Linked DNA regions of Mus musculus: all the other regions are linked to region 1. A link is a contact called in public promoter capture Hi-C data. All regions are on one chromosome and are shown on one strand. The core of a region is the stretch at or near the end of the contact, and the rest is flanking DNA. Distances in the headings are between cores, read along the strand shown.

What was found. Promoter capture Hi-C pulls out the DNA fragments that hold promoters and counts their contacts.
Region 2: a promoter capture Hi-C map of pre-B cells shows a contact between it and region 1. The contact joins the promoter of Snx16 here to the promoter of Mtfr1 in region 1. A contact is called at or near these places in 1 of 39 promoter capture datasets (pre-B cells) and 1 of 484 Hi-C or Micro-C datasets (pre-B cells).
Region 3: a contact with region 1 is called in a promoter capture Hi-C map of liver, with 4 times the contacts expected there. The contact joins the promoter of Impa1 here to the promoter of Mtfr1 in region 1. A contact is called at or near these places in 4 of 39 promoter capture datasets (cranial neural crest, liver and pre-B cells).
Region 4: a promoter capture Hi-C map of pre-B cells shows a contact between it and region 1, with 5 times the contacts expected there. The contact joins the promoter of Pag1 here to the promoter of Mtfr1 in region 1. A contact is called at or near these places in 3 of 39 promoter capture datasets (the HPC-7 cell line, frontonasal cranial neural crest and pre-B cells).

Annotation. Positions count from the first base shown.
Region 1 is chr3:19,186,491-19,189,610 of GRCm38.p6, forward strand. It overlaps Mtfr1 (mitochondrial fission regulator 1), which reads left to right and starts at 1,620. Exons shown (of 8, transcript NM_026182.6): 1 at 1,620-1,798.
Region 2 is chr3:10,438,693-10,441,778 of GRCm38.p6, forward strand. Snx16 (sorting nexin 16) reads right to left here and starts at 1,438. Exons shown (of 8, transcript NM_029068.4): 1 at 1,223-1,438.
Region 3 is chr3:10,329,734-10,332,911 of GRCm38.p6, forward strand. It overlaps Impa1 (inositol (myo)-1(or 4)-monophosphatase 1), which reads right to left and starts at 1,706. Exons shown (of 9, transcript NM_018864.6): 1 at 1,589-1,706. Slc10a5 (solute carrier family 10 (sodium/bile acid cotransporter family), member 5) reads right to left here. Exons shown (of 1, transcript NM_001010834.2): 1 at 2,001-3,178.
Region 4 is chr3:9,831,895-9,835,033 of GRCm38.p6, forward strand. Pag1 (phosphoprotein associated with glycosphingolipid microdomains 1) reads right to left here and starts at 1,785. Exons shown (of 9, transcript NM_001195031.1): 1 at 1,317-1,785.

The DNA.
Region 1 (3,120 bases), core at 370-2,869:
CTGGATGTATTTCAAACTCTCTTTTTCCTTCACCAGGGTTTGGTACCAGGCACCATGTTGATAGGCTCTTTGTGTTATTGTATTGAATGAGATGGCACACAGCTTGGTCAGAATTCTTAGAAATGATTCCATTACTGGGAGAAACAATAATTTGTGATAAAATTACTCAGGTTTAAGTCACTGCACCTTCATCTAGATTGTCAAAAAGTTCAGGGCCACTCCAGGGCACTTGAGGGTAAAGCAAGGTGGGAAGGGAGGGAAGTTGTAAAGAAAAAATCAAATCAAATCAAAACAAAACAAAAAACAGGTTTTAAGCCATCTCCAACTGATGGGTGCTTTCAGATACCCTTCTTCTTAAACATAGACAATCACATAGGCCTGTGTGGTGGCAGGCAGCTGAGAGTCACCTGTGGGTCACACAGCTGGTGACCAGGGATCCTGAGGCAACTAATAGCTTAGCAGTAAATCCTACAAGTATCATTGGAATGGTCGCCCTGGTGTGTGGTCCCTACCAGTTCACTTCAGCAGCTTTTGTCTTTTCATCAGCCTTCAGACCAAGCACCCCTCCCTGAACTGCTCTCTCAGGCTTCTCTCTCCCAGCCTTGGTCACAGCCTGTCAGGCCCTTTTGTACTTAAAACGTTATAACACTTGGTCACATATATTAATTAACCTTGTTTTGATCTCCCTGCCTTTTGGTAGGCTTACTCAGGGTGTGGTTCAAGGCTTAAAAAACAAACAAACAAACAAACAAACCCCACCAACTTTGTACTGTCATAATGGGCTCCCAACGAGCCGTTGCTGAGTAACTGAATTGAAGCTCTAGGTGAAATCCAAAGCAGTAGCCAGGAGGAATTTAGGCCATCCAGGGTAAGAACACCAGCGCTCCAATGAGAGGGTAAGAGAGAAGGCGAAGTAGCAACAGCTGCTGCCCACTTCCCACCTCAACTCTTCCACCCTCTTCCAGGTTGTTTTGGACATAGGCTGGTCTTCAACTCTGGATCCTCCAGCCTCCAACTTCAAACTACTCGTTTTACATAGCAGGAGCCGCCACGCCCAGGTAGGAGCGGCCTCTTGAATTACTGATAGGCTTTCCCTCCATATTCACGTTTTATCGCACCCACACACACCACCGTGCTGCTTATAGCTAACTTGACACAGACTGATCGTATTTTCATGACTAGGTTATCTGAAATCTAGAATAACCCTTCATTAAAAACTACGCACACCAATTAGGCAGACTTTGAGGCGGGGGAACTGAAGGCAGGAAAAGTCTTCACTCCCTCTGAGCCGCGCCTTCCACTCCTCCAGAACATACGTCCGGGATTTGAGGCCCGAAACAGATCGCCCTGGCAGACAAAGTCCCCACAGAGCGTGGGTTGAGAAGGGCTCGACACAGGCTAGGCTAGGCTAGGCTAAGGACCTAGCTCCTTTCAGCGGGCACACATTTGAGACTTCACTCGGAATGTGGGTATTCCTACACCCAAAAGGGGCGAAGTTTACCAACAAAAATAACAGGGGCAGAAGCACCCAAGACAAAGCGCGGCACACTAGCAAGCACACGCCCCTTACTGGGCACCGCGCGTGCGCACAGAGCCCGGGACAGGTAGCCGGCGTGGCCGGCGAGCAGACACGCCTTCCGCCGGCCTCTCCTGAGCCCGCCCCCGGGCCTCAGCGAGCCGTTCACTGGTCAGCCTAGGCCGGGCCAGGGGCGGGGATTGGCTGATTGGCATAAGGTCCTGGGACAGCCAATCTGGAAGGCTGAGCAGCTGCGAAGGTGAGGGCTGCTGCGCAGCCGAGGTGAGTGGGGCCCGGGACAGAAAAGCGGTTGGCGGGGTGGGGAATGGCTACCACCCGGAGCTGAACGGTGGCGGGAGGCCGTGTTGTGGACAAGGGAGGGGACGGGGCGCGGCGCGGGAGGCCGGCGAGCGGGAGGGAGGCCGCGGAAGCCCGGAGCAGAGAGCAGCCCTCCGGCTCGCCCGCGCCTGGCCTGCTGAGCTCCGCGGGCCGCCGGCCTGGCTCCCATCCCCCGCAGTCGGCGTTGTGCCCTCGCTGGATCCGGGCTGAACGGGGCGGCCCACGGCGTTCAGCCTGTTCTACCTGGACCTACTTTCCTGTCATTGTCGGCTGGCAGCTCTGAACTTTCTAAGCGTGCGCAGTTTGCGTGTAGCCAGACTACAGAAACTTTGAGATCTGAAGTCAAACTTAACCAAACCTTTCTTTCCGCCTGATGGTTTGTTTTGTGATTGGTCTGATGTAACCTCTTCTGGCTTAAACCTCGTTTTGTGCTTGAGGATGGTCAATAGAAGTTCGGATCCTACCCCCTCCACCTCCCAACTACAGGATTTAAAGCTTGCTTCACCACATCCGGAAAAGAATATTAAGGAGTATTTCATGATACTTGGTAATTTAGCGTTCACTTTTTTGTTTGGTTTGGTTTTGAGACAGAGTTGTCTTCCTTACTCTAGGCTGGGGTGGAATGCACTATGTAGATTAGGTTGAGCTGCCTAAAACCTCCTGCCTCAGTCACCACGCCCGATTCCAGTCACCTTTTCCTAGTGTATGTAGTTGTTTTACATTACAATGACTTAGTCAAGGAAGTTGTGACACTTACTATCTTGTTACATGAAAGTAAGTTGTGTCCACATATATTGATCACATATATTGTACATACACAAAAATCATTTAAAAGGTAAAAATTATTTTTAAAAAGAAGGTAATAGAAATGGGTTTGCGATTATATACAACCGAGTTTGACTATAAAATGCTTACGAGCTAAGAAAAGTCTCAGTCACGATGTGCAGCTAACTCTCTATCAACACCCTAATCTTTGAATTGAAATGCAAGTCTAGTAACTGAAGAGGAAACTTAAGGGTTCTTTAGAAACTGTGTTGTACGGTGTTCTGCTGGGCTAAACACGTGAAGGAACATGTAGCTGAAGTGGACCTAGGCGAAAGGATGTTCTACGAAAGCAAGCACGTGAAAGGACATGGGATTAAGATTTATTTGCTAATGACATGCATGTATTGGTCTTCGTAGTTGAGCTGCATTTGTCAGACTCTAGGGAGAGAAGTGCTCCATAATGGTGGTGTGTTGCAGTTTCTTGCTGCATCCGCAGATGC
Region 2 (3,086 bases), core at 188-2,687, 8.7 Mb before region 1:
CATTCATTTTACTTTTTTATAGAATTACTGAAACTCCCAAGGATTTACACAGGCTAATCATAGTCAGTCCGAAGTTTGATTATTACTAAGGAATGCTCTTTTACTTTGATTGAGATTTGCAATGCTATGCATGCATTCTAAACCTCTTCCTTAAAAAATATGTTAATTTTTAGGCAGGGTCTTACAAGGTTGTTGCCTGTGAACTTGCTAAGTAAGTAGCCTAGGTAGGTTTGAACTTTTGATCTTGCAGCCTCCATAGGTGCTGGGATACACACCTGTACTACCAAGCCAGCAACAACTGTCTTGAAAGTAACATTTTTTTTTAAACTTAGCATCAAATATATTTCAAATGCAAACTTGGTAAAGTTAACGAAAAAAAAGGGGGGGGGAAGGTATCAGGTTTACAGTCAATCAAATTAAATCATTAAAAGTTTTGCTTTTTGATTCTAGATTATTCATTCTCAATAACCTAAGGTCCAAAAGATGGTTATATTGTATGTCTGAATAATTTTGTAGAATAAAGAAGTAATGACTTACCATTACGACGTTAAGTAATAAACTCAGAAATGTTAAGTAGCGACCAGGAGAAATGACAGGTCTATTTATACACAGCAACAGGGGGTCTACCAGCCCAACTTTATTTACTGTCCTCTTAGCAAGCTGTCCCCTCTGGATGTAGGAAGTTTAAACAGGGTGTCTAACCTCACGCGGCCAGTGCAACCTTCCTTATTGTGGAACATTCAAGAAACTTGAGCTACGGACTCACCCCTTGGGTGAATCCTGACCCCCACCCCGCACCTCCCCAGAAGAACCGCGCAGGATTCTCGTAGCTCCGGCGCTGGCCTCTGACATCTGCCACCTGAGGCCCCGGGCTGCCAAGGGCGGCCTCGGGGTGCGCCCGGGGACTTCCACCCGCGGGAGCGCCGAGCGGCGGAGGGAGGGCGTGTCGCCTTCTTCGGGGGCGCCTGACCTCGTACCCAGGAGGATGCTCCCGCGCTACCTGGGGAGGAGGGTGACAGCACGGTGGCGGAACGCAGGCCCGGGGAAGCTGGCAGGGCGACGCGGTCCGCGCGGGCCGCGAGCCCTCAGGCCGGGCTCCCGCACCTGCAGTCCTCCCGGGCCAGGCGCGCCCAGGGGTGCGGCGGGGTCCAGGCTCCCCCGCGCCCCGCAGCCTCCCGCGCGCCCGCCCGCCGTCCAGGCGGCAGGTGTCCCCGCGTCCTACCTCGGCGCGCTCCGCGACCCCACGCCGTCAGGGGAAGGAAGGCGGCTCCTGTTGGACTGCGGCGGGTCGCGTCCTGCCCGGGCACTCGGACTCCTCACGTGACCCTCCGCCCCGGAGCAGCCGCTCGGTGCCTGGGCACAGCCACCCAGCCAGGTTCCCGCGAACCGAGGGAAGGGACGGCCTCGAGTGGGAGGGGGAGGTATGCCGCTCCAGGAAGTGACGTCACAGCACGGCACCGCCCCCGGAGGCCCACACTGGGATTGCTGGTCCCTGTCTCTGCAGTGGCCCGAACAAATCTAATTTTATCACAGGGAATCGACAGTTTTTTTTCCACAGGCTTTATTACTAGGGAGTTTCTGAGAAATGGGGCTACAATATCTAGTTTGCCAAGTAGATGAAGAGAAGACTTCAATTCCCAGAAGGCACTTTGGCTAGCATAAGTTCGGGCTAGAGCTTTGCATCATGGGACTTGTAGTTATCACTGGTTGGGGGGGGAGGTCTAGAAGGTTAGTCATTTTCCATAATTAGCATTTCTTTGATGGATTGACAACTGATTTGAAGAGTAGGCAGATAGAACACTATTTTATTGTGTATTTGTCCCTGTAATTTAGGACTATGGTAAAGATTCCTGAATGCCTGAATTTCTGAATTTAGCCCAAGTGAAAACAGTATTAGGCTGCTTAGATTTGCTAATTTGAAAACCTTTAGTGTTTCAGCAACACTATTATTTAATATTATATATCAAAGTTTACAGAACCATTTGTCAGTACAATCGAGTTGTCTTATTTAAAGATCATTCAATGATTTCTAGGGCTTTGGAGCGATACCTAGAAGGGGAAAATTGAGAGTGGTGATTCCAAAATGATAATGTGATTTCTGACATAGGTGTAGCTTTTATTGGAGAAATAAGTATGAGATAAACAGAATTCGTTGAAAACATAAAGATATTTTCAGGATGAAATTGCCCTTTTTGTCCTTGAATTAATATAATTGAATAAAGGGAAGAAAAAAGTAAGGCAAAGAAAAATGAACCTTGGAATAGTTTTCTTAATAGGGCTCCAGGGGCCAAGGAAAGAAAAGCGCTCAAGAAATAAGAGTGTACAGGTAGCATAGTTTGAAGAAAGATGAAGATCTTGTAAAGGTTGTTGGAACTGTTTGAGTAATTTTTTTTCAGATTATTGAGTGGAACATAACAGGATATACATATATACAAACATATACATATATACATATGTATATATCGCATATTTTCTGGTATTGATAAATGGCTAGATTTTACTTTCAGGAGATAACTAGACATTTTTAGTAATCAAAGAAGAACATTCTGTGTGTTGTCAGATAAGGGCTACAACATAATCTATATATACAATATAATCTATATATATACTGGCCGGTTCCTACTTATAGACTTTTAGTTTACACTCTATGCAGTGGTCCACAATAGAAATGAACTGTTTACACAGCTTACAGAATAAGATTATTTTTCTGACTTTTGTGTTGTGTACTTTTATGTATGTATAATAAGAGGGCATTTGAGCTCACCCAAGGTATCGTTAGACAAGATGCATAGCTTTTATCAGCCTGAGGTGATAGTGGGGTGAGCGAGAAGATGTAAAAACTACAGGATAAAAGAAGCATTTGAAATGGAAAGATATATTATTTCCCCTCCTAAGGAATTGCTCTATCTTCTGTACATTTGGCTTCTCTTGTGGCTAGGTTTATATCCCGGTTTAGATACATTTTTATTAAGCTGGATTTTTTTTTCAAGTAGCATATTTGATCCAACTTGTGTCCAACAGGTGCCTCTTTCCAAAGAATTAAAATGGAGGTGTGGCTGAGCAAAGGCATAAGATTGATGCCACAG
Region 3 (3,178 bases), core at 456-2,955, 8.9 Mb before region 1:
CAGAACGTATGCTCAATTCTGATGGGAAAGTTCCCTGCTTTCCCTTACCACGTTTGAGAGAAGAAAACTCTATGTCTAAAAGCAAAGGTGCCATTTGCCTCCTAGACTTCAGGCAGGGGAAATGTGAGCAAGTGACTTGACAGCTTTCTGCTGACCTCTCCAGACTCACCCCAGGCTTGACCGCACTAACACTAACGTGGGCCCCTAGCCCAGGGAAGCATGGAAGTGCTCATGCCCAGGAAAGGTGGCCGCTCTGCCTGCTTCCCAGGACAAGTCACACCCTGTGCTTCCCCTGTAAGAGCGTCAGGTACACGGAGAAGCGCAGGGACACAGAGCAGACAGACACAACCAGATGCTGCTGGCTACGGCTTCACCTTCCTTCTTATTGATATAAGGTGGGCTTCAAGCTTTGAGCATCCTCGCTTAGTCTTCAGAATGCTGGTGGGATTACAGACATTTGCCCTCACGCCTAAGCGCCTTTTCCTGTGATCCAAGCGTCCAAGCAAGCATATAAAAGGCGCTTTGAGTTATAGAATAAACTCCTTACAGCTCTTCAAGAATGCTTTCCAAACTTGGTCACACTTGTTCTTACTGCTCTCTTCTATTCTGTCACAACTGGACATTCTTGGGCTGGGCTTGCCTCCTCACCACTTGCTTCCTCAAGCCACTCACACTTTACCTTGTGACAACATGAACAGAACACCTCCTGACTCCCCAGGACTGTTTCAAAAGCCATCCATCGAATCTTCAACCCAACAGATATCAAGCAATAGACAGTTGCAGAAAAACTGCTGTTGCTATGCAACATTTGGTCATTTATAATGCATGCTACATCTTCTTAATCAGTTCTAATATTCCTTGAGGAAAGGAGGCTGATAAATAAAAATTTCTGAGGTGCCCTAAAATGTAGAGGTCCAGAAGAGGGAAGACACAAGGGAAGTTAATTAGGTAACAGTTCTCTGGGGTTTGTTCTGGCTTTGTGGAGCATGGTGGGGGGCAAGAATAGAGACTTTAAAAGCCTGTGCCTTGAAATTCAATTATAGCGTTAGCTCATCAGAGGCACTTTTTTAGCTTTGTTGCTGGTAGTTTACAAAATGTGCCCCAAGTCTTGGTCCATTTCCTAGCTGATATATATTAATGGCTCAATAAACCCTTTTATTTCAAAGACCTTTGCTTCAAGACTTGTTTTCACGGGGGTCATATTCTATCACCCTCACTTTGGGAACAAAATCATACAGACTTAAAATTGTTTCTATCCTATACAGGCCCCGCTCCCGACGCAGGACATCACCGGACCTGGTCTTGTTCACCCCTAATCCTGTAAATTCGTGAGCCAGGGAACTTGCCGTGTAGAGCCCTGAGGGCTTGGGCAGAGCCGGGCTCATTCTGCGACACAGAACCTCAGAGATCGAGGACCGCCTGGCGAACCCGCTCGGCTGTTTCCGGAGCGCTACGGAGAGCACCGCCGGGAGGAGGGCCCGGCAGGCGCCCCGGCCCAGCATGGGGAGAGCTTGTCTGCAGCCCGCACAACCCCCCGCCTCGGCCACCGAATAACGCTGCACGGAAGCCAGGGACAGAACCGACTCACCTCGCGCGAGCGCACCGCGATCGATGCTCAACCGCCGGCGTCCGAGGGCTCGGTTCTTCGGCTCTTCCGGAGGTAACGGGGATTGCTCCGACAGGAAGTCCCGCCCCATTAAAACCCCGCCTTCACGTCTTCGCTCAGACTGGAGGTGTAAGCCGGGCCGAATTTGCCTTTGTAAGGGCTGGTCCGGTTGAAGTTACCGTGTTCTGGCATTCTCCTGCATACCCTTTCTTCTCTAAGAATCCCGTTTTCAAATCTCCACTTTTGTCTTTATTAGTTTATTTTTTTATTAGTTTATATCATATATGTTATATATTAGTGAAATTAAATATATATAATATATTATATATTATATATTAAATTATATATAAATTATATTAGTTAAATTTCTTTATTAGTTTATATTTTCCCATTTCCCATTCTGCTCTTCGGCTACAGCTAAATTGGAGTTGTGACTGTCATTGGGCACTCTCATTTGTTAAACCTGTAAGCCTAAAGGAGATTTTTATTTTTATTTTTTGCACCAACTCTCTTCTCCATAATTCACTTAGATACAGGTTGTTTGTTGTGGACTTGACGGCGGCAGGCAGTTGCTCTCCGCACCTGCAGCCCTCAATACTAAGGACCATAGGCTTTGTAAATACTATACAAGCACCCTGTCTTTGAGCCGCTTTCAAAGGCGTCGATTTTTAGCAGTGTTCCATTATGTAGCATAGGTTGGCTTCTGAAGTCTTTGAGCATCCTGCCTCCACTTTCGGGCTACAGGCACCTGCCACCACACCAGACAGCACTTGTGCTCTTACGTGCTTAAACATAAGTGTTAGAACGGTTTCATGAAGAGTCCCTGCACAATACAGATGAGGAAAACAAAGCTTGGAGAAGTCAGGGGATTTGTCCCAAACTCACACAACAAGAGCATAGCACCCTGACTCCAAAATCCGCAGAGAATCTTCATGGCTCAACCACTTGCTCTGGATGACCAACAAAGGCTAGTTTATGGTTCTTAAAATGTTTCCTCACGTGGAACAGTACCATGGTAAGTATGTTACTTTTAAGTGGAACTCTATCCAGATGACCTACCCACAAGATGACCACAATGCCCTGGCATAATTACTTGTGAAGTGATTGGTTCTCAGGAATCAAAACAAGAAATTATCAACAACATGTAACATGTCTCAGAGATGAGTGGCAGGGACAGCAAATCGGATTGATAAACCCACAAAGACAAAATGAGTCTACTCTTCTGAAGCCTGCTGCCTTAAGACACTGATGTGGGTGTCTATCACATACTCATGGTTTTTTGCTCTTCCACAAAAGACCTTCAAGAGCTTGGTTTTGGGGTCCTCTATTATCAGTTGTTTGAAAATAAAAATCTTATCAAATGCATGCTGTATGAGTGAAAGAGCCTCCCCTGACATTGCAAAGCAGGACAGATGAGGGACCAGGTATCAGATGTCTTTACATTAAATGATCGCTAGCTTCCTCCATCAGATGAGCAGGACTCCATGGGGCTCATTGCAGCCTCTGCTGCTTCTTCCTTGCTACAGTCAGGTAACTCAGCACAATCCATTCTCCTGCCAAGTGCCTGCTGAA
Region 4 (3,139 bases), core at 535-3,034, 9.4 Mb before region 1:
AGCTGCAATATGAGCTGTTTGGTTAATGCAAAGCTGGTACTCTAAATATTATCTTTCTTTATAACAGTCACTGCCTATCAGTCACACAGCAGGGCTGTATGGTATTTCAAAGAATTCCTTTTACAAATTTAATCAACTCAAGTATTAAACATCAATGGCATTAATCCATTGCTCTGCTTAAAAGGAATCTCTAGGGGCAGCTGAGAATGAAAGGTTAAAGATTTCTACCCTTCAAAGTAGGCCACTGTAGCTACCTATAAATCATGCTCTTTGTTTATTAAGATAATTAAGGCCATCAGTGCACTTCACTTTCAGACTCAACAATTGTCTGGTATGAGCAAATCTCCACTTTTACTAAAACAAAAGGGGATGTGTTCTAAAGAGGGTTCTGTGCATGCTCTCTGTACAATGTATGGTATTTTAAAGCATGATTTATGTATCTAATTCCTTGAACTGCCTTGAAAAAAATACACCAAGTTCTTCCTCCCATGCTCCCTATTAGGAGAAGACAGTCTAATTTAAAGACTGCCCTGTTTCTGACTACGAACCACTATATCATGTCAACGTTTTTATTAAATACGGCTCAAGCTGGACTTGAAAAAAAAAATGGAGTGAGTAGAGGCCCAGATGCAGCCCCTGCAGATGCAAAGGTACCCAGCCAGGAGGCTTACATAAGAGATGCAGGACAACTCAGCCATCCTCGGAATCCTGTTTCTTTGAGACTTGCCCACATTCTTAAAGCATATGAATTAAAACGCATAGAGCACTTTTCTCATTTTCTATGCCTTGGAGCACAAAACACTCATTTGACACATAAGTTGTTTTTCCCTAAAGGGCTAGGCTCCAATTATGGGAGGTTGGCAACTTCTGCCTAAGGGAAGAGTGAAGTGGGATGTGCAGAAAGCCTGCAGGCCCGAGCAGCAATGTCTCAGCTTCTCATCTCTGTGCCAGTCCTCCGAGGGGATGGAGGGGATGTAGGCAGAGCTTCCTAGGATGGAGGTGGCTGACGTCCCTGACCCCACGCGGCGCAAAATCAAGGAGCTCAGAATGTGCAATTTAGCGGCGGGCCAAATGCCCTCGGAGCACCTGTCTCCCCTAGCACATTTCCAGCTGGCACATTCGGGAGAGGCAGGAGCCAGCCCTAGACTCCAGCCTTGAGTCTTCGAATGCCATGCCCCATCCTTTACAGTCCAGTACGCCTTCCTCCAGCCGCAGCCCCGCTAACGGGAGGTAAAACCTCGGCCTGGAACCACAGGAATAAAACGAACCTGTCCTTCCCACGCTGCCCGAAACTTCAGAAACTACAGTCAACTTACTGGTTCGCAGAGGTCTTCTGGGGCTCCAGAGCTCTAAAAAGCGCTGCAACTCCGCTGCTCGCAGCCGGGCTGGCCCGCGGTGGGCAGTGGTAGCGGGCGCAGGACCCTCCTGATCCTCGTCGCCTCGGTTCTGCCGTGCCGGGGGAGGTGCGCTCTCCCGGGCGCACCGGGCGGCCGCAGAGACTCGGACTGCACCGGGAACCCGAGCAAACGCCGTCGTGGCCGCCAGCCCTTGAGAGCTGTGCTCGGAGCTCCGGGTGCGTGTCTCCCTCTCTGAGGGAATGCGACACCACGGAGTCCCCGCACGAGAGGCTCCAGAGCGCTGCAGAGTCACCAGTCCGCCCCGGAGGAGCAGTCACAGCACCCGCGCGCCGGGCGGGAACCGCAGTCCGCACTGGCCGCCGCGCCGCGGAGAATGACAGCGCCGAGGCGGAGCAGCGCGCGGGACTCAGTGCGCATGTTCGCGACTGCTGCGGCACGTCACGGGGGCGGTGCCAACGGGCGGGGTTGGGCGGAGCGAGAAGGGTGGGGCGGGGTCGGGGGGGGGGTTGCTGCGAGGCTAATGTGGCTGCCAGCTGCAGGGCAAGGAGCTGGAGCTTCGCAAAATCAGGGCTGGTGACCAAAAACTCTGTGACTGAGGTTGTCTCCTTAGCCCATTGTCCCTTAAGAAGCAGTCTATGGGGAACTGCCTTAGGGTCCCAGGACAGCCTGCAAAGGTCAAGTTTAACCCAGATGGTTGCTTAACCTTCAAGGACTGCAATTTGCAGGACACCTTTCACTTTGATCTGATGCAGAGTAAGAACTTGAGGAGCTTGTAGGAGCCCTTTGTCCTGGCTGGACTCCAAAGTAAACACAGGAGACTCTGAGAGGTGGGGCCCAGGTATGTAGGTTGTAAATAGCCTTGCCCAAAGCTCCCCAAGAGAATGTGCTGGTTGTATGGTAATACAACACTTGCCTACGCACATTCAGAAGGTCTGGAGGATGGGGAATCCCTATTCCAATAGGGTCCAAGACTATTCCAGGGCTGCAAGCCTCCCACACCCTGTTCTTCCTTGCCACTTACGAGGACAGAGACCCCAGAGCAGCTACTGGCGTGTGGGTCTGCCTGAGAATCAGGTGAAAATGCTTTTAACTTGGAATTTCCAAGGCGTATCCACTATGGTTCGGGTTCACCCACTGGGCACTGGGGGAGGGAGTGGGAGGGGAGATTGTGTGGGGGAGTGGGGTGGGGTGGGGAGGACTCGAATATTGCCTGGAACAAGCTGCAGATAAATCTGACAAGGGTTTTGTTGGCCTTGAATTTTAACTTATTAAACAAGCAACCCGGAAATGGGGATAGACAGTGTGGAAACAAATAACCAGTCCAGATGTGACACTCAGGACTTCTGAGCCAAGTCCACTGAACTCTAAACCAAACAGTTATTTGTCTGACAAGTTCATTTGTTTTCTCTAATGGGGAAGAACAGGCACGAGTGATATTAAACATACACACATTCACTCAGGTAGTGTGAAGTTGGCTGGATAAAAACGGCTCATTAGGAGCAAAGGGGTGGGAATAGGGAGTTGAGTAAAGGAGAAAGGAATGTTAATACGTTGCAGAGGAGGATGTGTAGGAGATATTAAACTCAGTCTTCAGCTTGGAAAGGTACTTTGAGAATAAGGATGCAGGATCCAACTTGGCTGGATTTAGAGGACGGTGAGAGGTTCGTTGGTTTGAGAACTTATAAAGGTCTGGATTTCACCACCAGGCTGTACTAGTGACTTTTCTCATTGCTGTGACAAAATGTTTGGCAACAGCAGCGACTCAGGGAATGAAGGCTTTG